Linked DNA regions of Gossypium hirsutum: region 1 is linked to region 2. Evidence: chromatin contacts called from public Hi-C data. All regions are on one chromosome and are shown on one strand. The core of a region is the stretch at or near the end of the contact, and the rest is flanking DNA. Distances in the headings are between cores, read along the strand shown.

Evidence for each region. A called contact is a pair of places that touch in the nucleus more often than the background predicts.
Region 1: a Hi-C map of leaf shows a contact between it and region 2, with 4 times the contacts expected there. The contact joins the promoter of LOC107951040 here to the enhancer-like site in region 2. A contact is called at or near these places in 12 of 34 Hi-C or Micro-C datasets (callus, hypocotyl, leaf and 1 more).

What each region holds. Positions count from the first base shown.
Region 1 is chrA02:21,787,022-21,790,687 of Gossypium_hirsutum_v2.1, reverse strand. It overlaps LOC107951040 (protein DCL homolog, chloroplastic), which reads left to right and starts at 2,398. Exons shown (of 3, transcript XM_016885927.2): 1 at 2,398-2,852. The coding sequence starts at 2,545.
Region 2 is chrA02:21,699,597-21,703,010 of Gossypium_hirsutum_v2.1, reverse strand. No RefSeq gene overlaps it. Among protein-coding and RNA genes, the nearest start is that of LOC107951038, 53 kb to the left of the region's middle. Within about 2 kb of position 1,265, at least 3 of the 9 cell types and tissues checked have an H3K27ac peak or open chromatin away from gene starts, as enhancers often do. A contact at or near this core is called in hypocotyl and leaf, where this site is marked.

The DNA.
Region 1 (3,666 bases), core at 1,149-3,648, 87 kb before region 2:
TTGTTGTGAATGTTTAAGTCCGTTAACGCCTCGAACCCTGTCCCGACGTTGGATATGGGTGAGGGGTGTTACAACATGGATGTCACGACGTCGGCCTTGTATGTGAAACAATTACAAGCTGAGGGCATTTTGTTCCACATAATGGAAATTAACGAAGAAACGTCAGCTGAACTAAGGTTAAGGACAACAACCAACCCTAACACTATAAATAGGCTTATTGAACAATTGAGAAAGCATATTTTCTGTACTTAGAAATTTTCCTTCAGTTTAGTTTTCTGTTTTTGTATTCTTTTGTATTTAGGATTTATTTTCTAGTTTATTTTCATTCGTGTTCTTCGGGGAATCTAATTTGTGGATTCAACACAACTCTTTGTAGGTTTACACTTCACTCAAATATAATTTGATATTCTTCTTAAACTTTTTATCTTGATCTATTCTTTATGCTTATTAATTTTATCAAGTTTATATTGTTTATGGGATCCATGAGGAACTAATCCTCTTATGACGGATTAGCAAGTGTGATTAATTAATTTCTGTGTAGGGTTTCTTAGCAGATTAACTGTTTGGGATAGAACTTAAAACCTAGGTTGACAACCCTAGGAAGTCATTTAGGTGGGAATTAACCCAAAATTGATATTATCTATTTGTGAACCCTTTACCCCCAAACCAGTCTAGATTGTGAGGTCGAAAGATAAGTAGCTATTGTCGACTTGTTAGTTTAGTGAAAAATCGAGAGATCCTTCTAGGGTAATGACTAGTTGATTGAGTAGAGACCCGAGATAAGAATTAATTATGACCACCAAAGTGAGCTAATCACCCATGCTTAGATTTGATTGAGTCACATATTAGTTTTACAGTTTTTATTACTTTATGAACTTTTTTTTTATCTTCTTATAAAAGCCAATTCTTTTTACTTATTGTTTTATCGTACTATAATTTATTTAAATTACTAGTTAGATCTATTTACGTTTAGGTTATTATTAATTTAGTACTTGCCTCCCTTGGGTGCAAACCTCAGAGTATTCACCTACTTCATTGTAAACTAAATTACAACCTGACTCGTATAATATAGACATCGCCTCAATTCCCTATCTTTAATAATAGTATTCATACTCCCGACATTGGTACACCGGGAGGTGGTCACCCTTAAGTTTGAAAATGTTTATTACAGGGAAGAGACGTTCTTAAAGGATTAAATTGGTAGTTTACAAATGATTCTAGTCTATTAATTTGTTTATGGTAATGTGTATCACGGAGAATTACTCCCAAAAGAACTTGTCAGTAAGCATAGAGCCTTAAAAGCCCTTTATGATGATATACTACAAAATTTGGTCATAGCTTGCCCTCTTTTTTATACACCCTTTCTAAAATTTTCTATCTATGTGTTGTATCATGAGCTTCAACTTAAAAAACTTGAATTTACCAATATTTATAATATCAATATTTCTAATTAAAAATAATTTTAGATAGTTTTATAAATTTTTAGATATTTTGGTAAAAAATTAATTTTGACAAGTTCTTAAAAAAATTGATTAATCCTAAAAAATTTTGGTTTTTTTACCCTAGAATTTCCCCTCCTTTGAACCTGAGTATTGAAGTGCTACAATAATCAAACCTTCGTGATTTTCTCCTGCATTTAATTGGTTGCAAAACCAATAATTAATAGATTTACCTTCGAAATTTAAAATATTTTAAGTTCAAAATTCATTTATTCATCAAAATTATTATTATCCATTAAATTAATAATTTAATATTTAAAAACTCCAACTTCATTTACATTCTAAATTCATAAATCTCATATAATATAAGATATGTTTATCATAATTATCTATTAAAATATTCACAATTTTCCCATTGTTTAGTAATTGCATGACTATTAATAATTTAAACATGATAACTGTTTTCAAATAGATTTTTAAATGAATAATTTTAAAAAATAATTATTAGAATAAAATTAGGAATTTTTAACTATTTTAAATTAAAATATTTAAATATGTAAAATTAGTTTAGTCATATTAAAAAACTAGTTTGCATCCCATGTGATGCACAGATTTATTATATTTAATAATATAAAAAATATAATTTAAATTATTTTTATGAAAATAGATTTATACCTAATAAAATTTTGAAATTAAAACAATAATTGATAACTAAGATTGTAAAGAAATAAAAAAAATTCATAGAAAAGTTTTAACAATATTTAAAAATCTTTTTACTTTATATCAAACAGTTTAAAGTTAATAAGAAATATTTTTGTACCTTAAAACATAAGAACTATTTTTTATTATATTTTAAAAACCTTGTAATTTTACATATTATTAATTAAAATATTATACGTAATATATTAATAGTAATAACGTAATATTATTCCTCTAGAAATTAATTAAATATTATACATAAGGGTACAAAAACTAGCGTGTAAAAAAAATGGGCTTGAGCCGGTCCAAGTTGGTCACATCCTGAAACACGGCGTCGCATCGACTCGATCCCTAGGAAAAAGGCGACGAATTAGGTGATCCTCAGTTACGCCCCCACACTTGAGCCATGGCTGCTCATCTGCTTCGTAAAGGCATCCCACTGCTCCGCCTTCGGCTGCAACGATACAACCTTCTTGCAGCTGGAATCCCATCGTCTCCTCGTCGTCCTTGGTGCGCTGCTGCAGAGTCGACTGGGCTCGAAGAGGAGGTGTCCTCCGCGGAGAAGAGTAGTGCGGTGCCTAGCGTGAGGGACCCGAAGAAGTACCATATGTTGGATGATCCTGATTACAGGAAATGGAAGGATAAGGAGGAAGAGATTCTTCGTGACATCCAGCCTATCATTTCGCTCGCTAGAGAGATTCTTCACTCTAATAGGTCAGTCTCACAGCTCTTGTCATTTTCACCAGTTATTTTAGGCTCCATTTACATATCATACATTTGAATCTTTACTGATATGATTTCATATATGTATCGCTTAATTAATACAATATAGTTAATCTTTCACCCTAAACAAGAAAGCAAAAGTAATAAAAGCAACTTGAATTTCTAATGTCTTAAAAGTTTAGTCCCATATTTATGCTAATTAACTTTAATTTCTAACAAATGATCAAGCTTGGCATGGTTGCGTTACTGTTGCTTCTTTTGCGATTAGAGTAGGAACTTGTTCAATCTTGTGGATAAATCTCTAATGCTTTCAAAAACATTGCTTTCTATTGCTTGGATGAAAATTATACTTCCTGTTTGTATTTAAAAGAAGTTGTTTAAGTAGGAATGTGGAGTCTAATGGTGTCAGCAAAAGAGCTTTTTAATGTCGCCTAACCATGTTCTTGCCTGCCATTCAAAACACTGCCGCTAAGTTTCCTATATCAGTCTCCGAGGTTATCTTCTCTTATCAAGGACAGAAAGATGAAAGCAGAACTGGGATGTTGTATCCATTGGGTGTACAGACATTATAATCCAATTTTATATTTTACCCAAATTAGTAATGGAGAGAGAGAACACCATCCAATAAATTGCAGAGAATAATTTTCTGTGTCATTGCGTTATACGTGTGCTAGAATCAAGTAGGTAGGCCTTAGCTGCAGATATTTTTACATCTTATGAGAATTCGGGAAACCAAATAAATAAGCAAAAAGGGAACTCTCTAAACTGTCTTAAATTTTCAATATGTTAAACATCCCTTATGAGG
Region 2 (3,414 bases), core at 16-2,515:
ATGGCAGTCAATAAGTGTTTGTGACATAGTTGGGGGTACAGTGGTCCTATTCTTACCTGCAAAATTTAGGCTGAATTTCAACCCTAGTTGGCAGTGGAGTCTTATGGGATTACCGTTAAAAGCCAATACAAGCTATATGTCAATGAAATTTAGGCCTCAACTACCCCTCTATATGGGCAGAAAGAAAGGACCATTGGTAGATTTTTTTTTCTTGGTTTAGGGCATTAGGGGGTCAATACTGCCACCCAAGTCATTTAATATTGGCGGCAAAAACCAACCAATCTCTGGGTCTAATTTGGCAAAACCCACAGTGTGCAACCCTACCCTATCTCTTATGTTCAGAGGAGACTGGAATTGATGTTGGAGTTGAATGTAATGATAAGGGTATGAACATCATTCTATTTTGGTTGCATTTGAACCAATGGATAACAACTTCTAAATATCCATCCAACTTATATAACATTAATGCCCAACATCTCAATGTATCTCACTATCTCCTATCTGTTTCCATTTACTCATTCTCACTTGAGTTTATCATAATTGATATTAAAAAATTAAAAATAAATAAATAAATGAGACTAATGACAATTTCATAAGTTAAAAAACCTCCATCGCGTATACACTATAAAAAAAAGTAATAGTTTAGGAAGAGTTAAAATTGATTGTATGGATCATTTTGGCAATCATCTCACCTTTTAAATTTTGTATAATATTTCAGGTTGAACTCGTGAGCATATTATGTCTACAAGTTTAGGTTATTCTCGTTTAAAAGAAGTATTACATTTTATGTACTAATAAATATTTACTATTTATTTTACAAGCTGACACCAAGGATCTCAGAGCACCACCCAAATAATTTTGATAATAAAAATAAATATTTTATGTTTAAAATAGTGAAAATAACTTAATATATTAAAATATATCATATAAAAGTTATTGATTTTTTTATTTACTTGAAAATTTATTATTCTTTAAAAATATTTATGAAAATAATTTTAAAACTTTGTCAAATAAAATTCAAAAGCTGTAAAAAAACTCATTTTACTAAAATAAAATTAAAAATACAAAACAAGAAAAGGTTAATATGAGACAAGTGAGAATCAAACCAAACTAAATTATAATAAACTATTGGAAAAATTCCAAAAACCTCACTTAGGCGAGTTGTGTGGGCGGGTAACCAAGTCCAAGAGATTTGGGTCTACACATATAGTGTGATAGTTGGTGCACGTTAATGTTAGCCATTTGCAACAATTGATGGGCCTAAAAGAAATTATAGTCAAACCAAGTTTTGCTTTAACATTTCTAAATTCTCTCTTCAGCCGAAAGTCCCCATCTACTTTCTCCTAAATGAATTTTGGGGTCTATGCTCTATGGGCTATAGCATAAGTTGCACCTTTACCCCTAATCCATGGTTATTGGTTAATCCATTCAACTTTTTTGAAGTTTCAAAGGCTTTATGAAAGACGTTAAATGGCATTTTTCTTTTGAACAAATGTTAATTGACATTTCAAAGTTGGAAATAAGTACTCTACTTGAGTAATTTTTAAGTGGTTGTATCATTTTCCGAAGAAAAATGGAAAATTAACCCGAATTAGGTTACTTGGGTTTATGAAATATAAATTTAAAAATGACAATTGCTTGAAGTTTAATCGAATTCTATTCTTTATTATATAAATATAAATATTTTATATTTAAAATAGTGAAAATGATTTAAAAGTTCTTGAAAATTTATTGTCTTTTAAAAATTTTTATGAATTTTTTGAAATTTTGTCAAATAACATTAAAATAAAGGCAAAGACAAAGTTCATTTTGTCAATATAAGTCTAAAAATCCAAAACAAATAATTAATATGGTAAACTAAAAATTGAACCAAACCAAACCGTATTATAATGGATAGTTCAAAAAATCCAAAAAATCTAACCAAACGGAACTAATATTACCCCTAATTGATAGTGCATAATTTTTTTTACTTGACACAAATTGATACTTAAACTATACTTTTTTTCCATTTGGGTACTTAAACCCTTTTTTGGTCATAAGCGATCCCTAAACTATTTTCCCCCCCAATTTGATACCTTGGTACCTAAATTATGTTTTTTTTTCTTCTCATTTTGATACCTAAATATTTTTTTGTCACAAGTAGTACCTAAACTATTATTTTGTTACTCATTTTACACCAAAATGTTATATTCGTTAAAAAATTTCAATGAATAAACTTAAAAAATATTTTTAATTATTTGATTTCACTTTTTTTTCTTTTACATTATTTTTTCTTTTTTTTTCTTATTTTTCCTTTTGTTTTCCTTTCTTCTTCTTTTATAATGTTTGGAAATACCAACAATACTCAAAATTTGACCTCTCAAGGTCAGTGATTAATTCTATTTTCAAACTTCACCGCTTGCATGCTCAACCTGACAAGACCGAAAAAAGTTATTTCATCAATCAAAATTAGCATTTTAGAACCAAACTGAATCAGTCGATCAAGGTACTAGTTCGAAGATAAGGGATGAATTGATACAGGTTGGTTAAACCGATTTTCTTCATTTTTAATTTTTTTTTGTTTTTATGGTTTTTCAGTATTTGATCAAAACTGGAATTCGTGGCTTGACCAATTCAACCATCGGTTTGATTCTGAATAAATAAAAAATAAAAAAAAATGAATATATACATATGTAAGAGAAAATAATATTTTTTTTCTTTTTTTCCTTATGTCAATTTTTAAGTGTTTATCTTTTTTTATTGAAATAGACTTAACTGTTTAACAAACTATTAAACTAATAGAGGTACCAATTTGAGAAAAAAAAGTTAGTTTAAGTACCACTTGTAACCAAAAATAAAATTTAGGTGCAAAAATGAAAAAAAAATTAGATACCAATTTGTAGGTTAAGCCTTTTTTAAGTAGAGTTAACGATTTGATTAACGGAGGTACTAATTTAAAAAAAAAAGAAATAGTTTAGATACCATTTTTAGATACCAACTTATATGTTAACTTTTTTTTTTTGGTAAAAATGCATTGAAAAATTGATGGAAGGTAATGACAAACCCCTTTTTACTTCTTTGGCACAAAAATAAAATAAAAGAGAAATTAAAAAGAATCTCATAATCAAGCCTGGTAGACTATGACATAATTGGAGAAATGGAAATTTGAGTATGAAAATTTGAGAACTAAGTATTAGAATGCAATACTATTAGCGTATTACTAATATGCATCGGCAAATTTGTGGGGCGGGGGGAGGGAATTGCAATTTGGTTCATTCATAAATGATAAAATTATAGATTTGTACTTTTATCCTCTAAAAATAAAAAAAATAAAAAAATAATATTATATTTTTGACATCTCAAAAAATTATAATTCAATTCTCCCCTCCTTTCAATTTTGAGTTCGTCCTTGCAAATATGTCAATATCATGTTTG